Regions from separate parts of the Macaca mulatta genome. Here region 1 is linked to region 2. A link is a contact called in public Micro-C data. All regions are on one chromosome and are shown on one strand. Each heading gives the region's core, a stretch centred on a gene start, on an enhancer-like site or on the middle of the called end of the contact. The rest is flanking DNA. Distances are from core to core; before and after follow the strand shown.

Region 1 (3,305 bases), core at 578-3,077, 200 kb before region 2:
AAATGTTAGATCAACTAACTTGGTTGGGTTGTTCATTTGGTATTGAATAAAATTAATTATAAGTTTATATTCATAAAATAAAATGACTGGATTCCGTCAAGGGATTTATTCTACGAATAAGTCTGTGGGTCGTACATTGGGCAGCACTGCAAAACTCCATCTGATAATTACAATACTATCATTGTAATAATAATTATTAAATAATTACAGTACTATTATTAAATGTACATAAATGTACACAGAAGAGAAAGGGGAATTTGGCTTGCCTATGAGGATATCTGTGCAAAGCAGTAGAGAGCCGCTCTGCCATTTCTGTCTAATTTTAATAGATATCACCTCAGCAGCACCTCCCAGAAACTAATTTTCTCTCAAAGCTAGATTAAAAGGATCGTCCTCAGAATAAAAGCTTCAACTTGATAGTTCGATGTTAGAGTGAAAGGGAACTCCTATATTTTTGAGGGGAAACCTTGTTGTTTGGGGCTAATACTTTAAGAACTCTGGATATGCTTGAGGTCATGTTCTCCATACTGACAGAGGAAAGATAGCCTCTGGAGGAAAGGTTAAGGCAGAATGGAAACAGGAAGGGCTTTACCAGTTTGTTGTGGTGTTTCCCAGACTTTTGGGTTTCTGGGCTGAGTAAAATTTTAAAAGTGGAAGAGTAACACAGAATGATTAACTTTGTATTTTACCAAACAAAGACATCAAAAGAAAAAATATAATCTACTATTAAAAGAGAGGAGTATTTATGATAATAAAAGTAAGGATACACTCTTAGAATAAATAAGTATAATTTACAATATATATTATAATTGAGTATGAAAATCTCACTGTATCTTTTTTCTTTCCATTTTGCTGCACTGTGCACCAATGAAAAGTCCATCAGGGATTTGCTCTGCCATATGGGAATCAATGCTCCATCAGACAGCTTTACAAAGCTGCCATGTGTGATTCAGATTCACAAACTGTATATTATTTTTATTGTCTATTTTTTTCTAATTTTTTTCATCCCTGAATCCTTGGTAAAGTTTGGTTTACATATTCTTTCATCACCTCAGTAAAAAAAGAAATACAAATACAATAGACCCTTTGAAACCAGAGTGGTGGTAACTGCGATAATATTTCAGAGATTTCCAGGAAAATGTAAATCTCAGGGAAGAGAATTTAAGATAAATGTCCAGATGCTTATTACAAGTAGAGAGGTTTCATTGTCCTATCTGTTGGAGGTTTGTGGTTCAATTTATTTAAGGAATCTGATGGTTTTCTAATAGACCTTCCCCACATTTCTGGAATTGTCTTTTTAGGATCCCTGAAAATGGAAAGGAATTCCCTAGATATCCCAGTTTATTCCCACACCCTAACACTGCAGAGGAGTCCCTGAAATACGAAACATTTCAGCCTCTCCTCATTTCTTTCAAGGGTAGATTGAAAGATACCAGCTTCAGCAGATAAGATGTGAAGCAGGCTTCATTGGTGGGGGTGGAGGGGTTCTCCTTGACGTTGACCTCACTGTACTCCTTGGCCATCTTTCCTCCAAATCCCCTGGGGCCATGCCTATCTCAGATGTAAAGTCAACAGTCGGTAGGCAATCAACCAGGTGAGAAGATGGCAGAAGTACCCTCTGGGGAGAAAATGGTGTGTTAGAAAGCAACAGTTTAAAGGAGCAAGGCCGCAGGAACTCAATGACTCAGTGAAGGTGAAAAACCAAGGAGGTGAACCATAGCTCCTCAGTATTAATCAGGCAGTCACCATGTTCATGTGTCAAGGTGTGTGATTGTTTCTAGTGTTAGAAAGGTCAACTCTTTCTTTCCTAGACCTCTGGTAATTTAGCTGAAAGGTAAGGTATTACTGTTAGTCGGGGCCTGCTTTGTTCATCACATTTCCTATGTTGGTGGATGGAATTATTGAGGCTGCCCACCAGACAAGTTCAATGTGGATACATTAAGAAAACCCTAAATACAGGTCTGTATCCAGAAGCAGTATTTAAGAGTCTATTGAGATTAGTGCTGTAAAATTGAGCAAATAAACAAATAAAAAAAAGATAAAAATAACAAGGGAAAAGGCAAGTAAGGCTCTGGGAAGTACAACTAATTTGTGGATCAGTCATCCTGTTTCTACCACACAGTGCAGTGTGATCAGACAAGGCTGAGCAAATGTGGTTTTGGCTTTGCACAGCTGAGGCGTTTAACTGCATCATGCTGAGGTGGACTGAAACTTCAAGGGCATCCAGTGACTTATGTGTTTCGTCACCAGTCTGCCCACTCCAGCATTTATCAGCAAGGCAATGCTGTGTGTGTGTGTGTGTGTGTGTGTATGTATTTTATATATATATATAAAATATATATAAATATATATATATATATTTAACTTCACACCATGGTGTCTGATTTATAATTTCCCGAGGGCAATATTTTTTTACAGTGACTGGCAGAATTTTTTGTTCTTCATTAGGCCTTTTATTAACCCACTGCCAGAGCTCTGTATCCAACCACTCCCAGTGTTTCAGTGATCATATTATCAGTAATAGCATATTTCCTCTGGGAGATATGAATACAGTCTATTGCAGGTGGAATGCTGGGAGGAGGCGGGATAGAGTGGAGTGTTCACATTTCTATCTGCACTCTGCCTTCAGACTCTTCCCACTAAACTTGCAGATGTTGCTGACTAGTTACTTTGATGGTTCCTTAACTTCATTATTATGTATAAGAGCACAAACTTTATTCAGAAAGTTTTGTAAAGCTATGATACCTTCCTCTGTAAAAAGTAGATTTGACCACACATTTGGGGTTCAAATTCCTGAGGTTTCCATAAGTTGTTTGCTGTTACCAATAAACAAAGTCTAGATGGTTAATGGAAGTCTAGATGGTTAATGGACATGGACCAGTTTGAAAAAAACCATATCATGCTAAGCGGGTGGGTCCTTCCTGTCCGGCTGAAGAACTCAGATGAAAGGAAATATGAAAGCCTAAAGCTTAATTATTATCATCACTGTGCTTCCATTTAGAGAGAAAGAAATGGTCCCAATTACAGGGCTAGCAGAATACTTATGAGGCCTTCTGGGCTCTTTGCTTGCCTTTAGTCAGGACCACATATAAAAACACTTAAACCCCTGAGTTAGAAGAGAATTGTTGGTTTCTAAAAAGATTTTCAGGAAAGGAAGTTCCATAAACTTCCTTGGCATTACATTTAAGCCCCTAACACCACAAACTTATCGCAGTATGATCATTTACTAGCAGAGTATACTTGAACAAGTAACTTAATCTTTTGGAATCTCATTTATCAAATGCAAATTCTAATAAGAACTTATA
Region 2 (3,474 bases), core at 491-2,990:
TGCCCATGTTGCTGGTGCATGAACCATAATATGACTGGCTAGGCATTAACCTTCATTTTCAGGCAAGACTTTGGCTCTTTACTGATATAATTCTCTCTCTTTTTTAGAAAAATTTTCAACCCAGGCATGATAAAACTGATCAGGCTGAGGATATTGCCCTTGGAGTTAATTTTTTGAGAGAAATAAAACAAGAAACATCATAAGACACAAACCCCAAACAACTGGTGAGCAAATGGAGCTTCTCTATCACTCATATTCTCTTCTCTGACAGCTGTTTGCATTCCATTCCCTTACACATTTTTGTATGTTCTGTTTTGTCATAATGTATTCCTTCAACCATTTTTTTGAGAGTACACTATGTATGAAACACTAAACTACACTCAAGGAATAAAAAAAAAATGGGCCAGGCGCGGTGGCTCATGCCTGTAATCCCAGTACTTTGGGAGGCCGAGACGGGCAGATCACGAGGTCAGGAGATCGAGACCATCCTGGCTAACACGGTGAAACCCCGTCTCTACTAAAAATACAAAAAATTAGCCGGGCACGGTGGCGGGCGCCTGTAGTCCCAGCTACACGGGAGACTGAGGCAGGAGAATGGCGTGAACCCACTGAGGCGGAGCTTGCAGTGAGCGGAGATCCAGTCACTGCACTCCAGCCTGGGCGACAGAGCGAGACTCCGTCTCAAAAAAAAAAGAAAAAAGAAAAGAAAAAAAGAAATGGTATGATGTCCCACCATTAACAAGCTTATAATCTTACAAAGAAAAGAGCCAAGTAAGCAAAGAAATACAGTGAAGTGTAATATTTCCCTATGCCTAGAATATTCTCTGTTCTGAACTCCTCTCCCATCCTCAAATCCTCATTGCCACACACACACTTTGTACCATAGCAACATTAAACTATGGTATGTAATACTCTAATACAAGTCATAATTTTAATCCCGAGAAATGTTGCATTATCAATGATCGAATTTCTATGCATTGTCAAAAATTGTGATATAATAATTGTTTTTATGAAAGGTATTATGGTTTTGAGGCTGGATTGTTTTCAGGTTTATGAGGACTGAGAATTCCAGCAACAAATATGACCCCAAACATATATTACAAAACTTAAAAATTGCTGAGAAAATGTAGTTAGTAAAACACTATAGTAACAGCCCTGGTTATAAAGAAAATTCAAATGTAGCATCACTGGTAATTGGTTTCCATTCTCATTCCATTCCCTGTTCTCAAATGGAGAGCAGTGGGACATGGATAGAGGTGGAGTGGTGATTCTTGGGTGGGAGGTAAACAGCAACCAGGAAGATCCCTCTTGGGAAGTACTGAGGCAGAATGTAGGCTCCGGAGGATTCTAATTCCTCTTAGCCCATTTTTTCCAGAGTGGGATGCTGAAACTGGCATTTGCTACTCAGAAGATTCCTGGAATCTGTTGCTCTTCCGAACGTTTCAGGTAACCCAGGGATATAAAAATATATCCATTGATATTTAACCTACCACTGATTGGCACTAAATGTAACAACAGTAGGACTAGGACAACTTGGGATCATGTGAACAGACCAGAAACTACAGACTGCAATAGAAATGTGCAGATTGCCCAGGTGGTTTCTACAACCTGGCCGCGATGAAACCCCATGTCTTATACACTTGGAGTTTCCTCTATTTGATTCTAATGAGCTTCTAACCACTACTGATGGTGTTTCTCTTTCTACCTCATCAGCCCAGGGCTCATTCATTTTATCCTGTTTCACCTATGCTGTAATAGAAAACCCAAGGCCACTCAAATGTAAGTAGCTTGATCAATACTAATTCCTGATCAAGTCAACCCAATATCCAGCATCAGTTAGATAATGTAAATTGTATTTCCTCACTAGTTGATTATAAATTATAATAAAATATAAAGCATTGTGTTTATAATATGCCATACATTATCTTAGCTGTTCTGCATGAATTGACTTTTTTTTTGTCCTCATAGCAGCCTCATGAGCCATTTACTACTTTCATTTCCATATTACAAATGAGGGACTTGACGCACAGTGAGGTTAGGCAACTTGCCCAAGGTCACGCAGTAGGTAAGTGTTAAAGCTAGGATTCAAACCCAGACAGTTTGGAGTTCAAACTCTTTATTGTATCTGAGTCATGAAGACTCTCACAGGGCATAGAAGGTTATATTTGAATATCAGATATTTTATGGAGCTACTGAAGGCTTTTCAGAAAGGGGTATGATCAGATTGAATGTCTGAAAAAGATCATAATGGCATAATGGTGGCTGGGGATATTTCCAGATTTCCTGTGCAATTATTTCTCCTTCAGCCTACCCTGATAACTCTTTGTGGTTAAAAGCTTGGGCCCTTGAGTCAGAAAAATCTTGGAAAAAAATCCCTGTTAGTTATAATAACAAACACTTTGAACATTACTGAGGTTCTGTGGTAACTTACATGGATCATGGTTTTTAACTTTCATAATAATCCCTGAGGGAGATACTACTACTGTCCCCCTTTTCAGATGAAAAAACTGAGTTCTCAGATTGGTTGTAAAAATATGTTCAGGATTCTATCACTAGGTATGGAGCAGAAGTTAAAAAACAATTTTGTCTAAATTGCAGAATAGTAGTTACTGTTGTGTAACCTACTGTAATAAAGATTGCTGGTTCTTACACTTGTTAGTGGTGAGATATTTGGCATTATATTATATTATATTATATTATATTATATTATATGTTTTGAGACAGGGTCTCACTCTGTCACCCAGGCTGGAGTGCAGTGGCACAATCATAGTTTCATAGCAACTATGCCACACATTTAGAAAGTTACAAAACTCAACGAATAAAATATATTCTTAATGTTTTATTTCCTCAATAAAAGAGTTTCCATTTGTTCTTCTGAATGAAAACTGTGACTTCCTTTTTTTTCCTAAATGTGTACTTGAATCTTTTGCAGATATATATTTTGCCTTGTTTGTGGAGATGTTCCTTTATTCAAAATATATAAGAATTGCTTTTTAGATGTTTATCATCAACCTTTGACGTCAGTTTCCTAGTAAGTACAAAAGCCTCCCTTTCCAGTGGCTCCCCAAATAAATTCTGGGAGAGCTATGTTTTAGAAATTTCGGGATTTACTCATATAAGAAAGAATCCCTAAAAGTTAATATATTAAGATATGAGAAGTGTTGGCCTCTGCTTTTGGTTGGTGGGCAGTCTTCCTCATTTCTTCCTCAATTAGGAGTTCATGTAAACCAAAAACAAATCTATGTTTATGAGTTTGCGGTCTTATTTCTACAATTGTAAAGATAATTAAATATAAGAATATCCAAAAACCATATCTATGTGGTAAGTTTTCAGTATTAGTTTGCTAGTGTTAATATTAGAAATAGTGATAGTAGTAGTATTTGTGCTACTGATATTAACCTTGTTATTAATCAGATTGTAGCATGAATGACCAAACTTTTTAAAAAGGGAAAGAATTGAGATTCCAAGGAGTCG

Evidence for each region. A called contact is a pair of places that touch in the nucleus more often than the background predicts.
Region 1: a Micro-C map of CD4 T cells shows a contact between it and region 2, with 6 times the contacts expected there. The contact joins two enhancer-like sites. A contact is called at or near these places in 5 of 14 Hi-C or Micro-C datasets (CD4 T cells, blood, cortical neurons and 1 more).

Annotation. Positions count from the first base shown.
Region 1 is chr2:29,964,918-29,968,222 of T2T-MMU8v2.0, reverse strand. No RefSeq gene overlaps it. Among named protein-coding and RNA genes, the nearest start is that of SATB1, 140 kb to the left of the region's middle. Within about 2 kb of position 1,827, at least 5 of the 40 cell types and tissues checked have an H3K27ac peak or open chromatin away from gene starts, as enhancers often do.
Region 2 is chr2:29,766,762-29,770,235 of T2T-MMU8v2.0, reverse strand. No RefSeq gene overlaps it. Among named protein-coding and RNA genes, the nearest start is that of SATB1, 340 kb to the left of the region's middle. Within about 2 kb of position 1,740, at least 2 of the 40 cell types and tissues checked have an H3K27ac peak or open chromatin away from gene starts, as enhancers often do.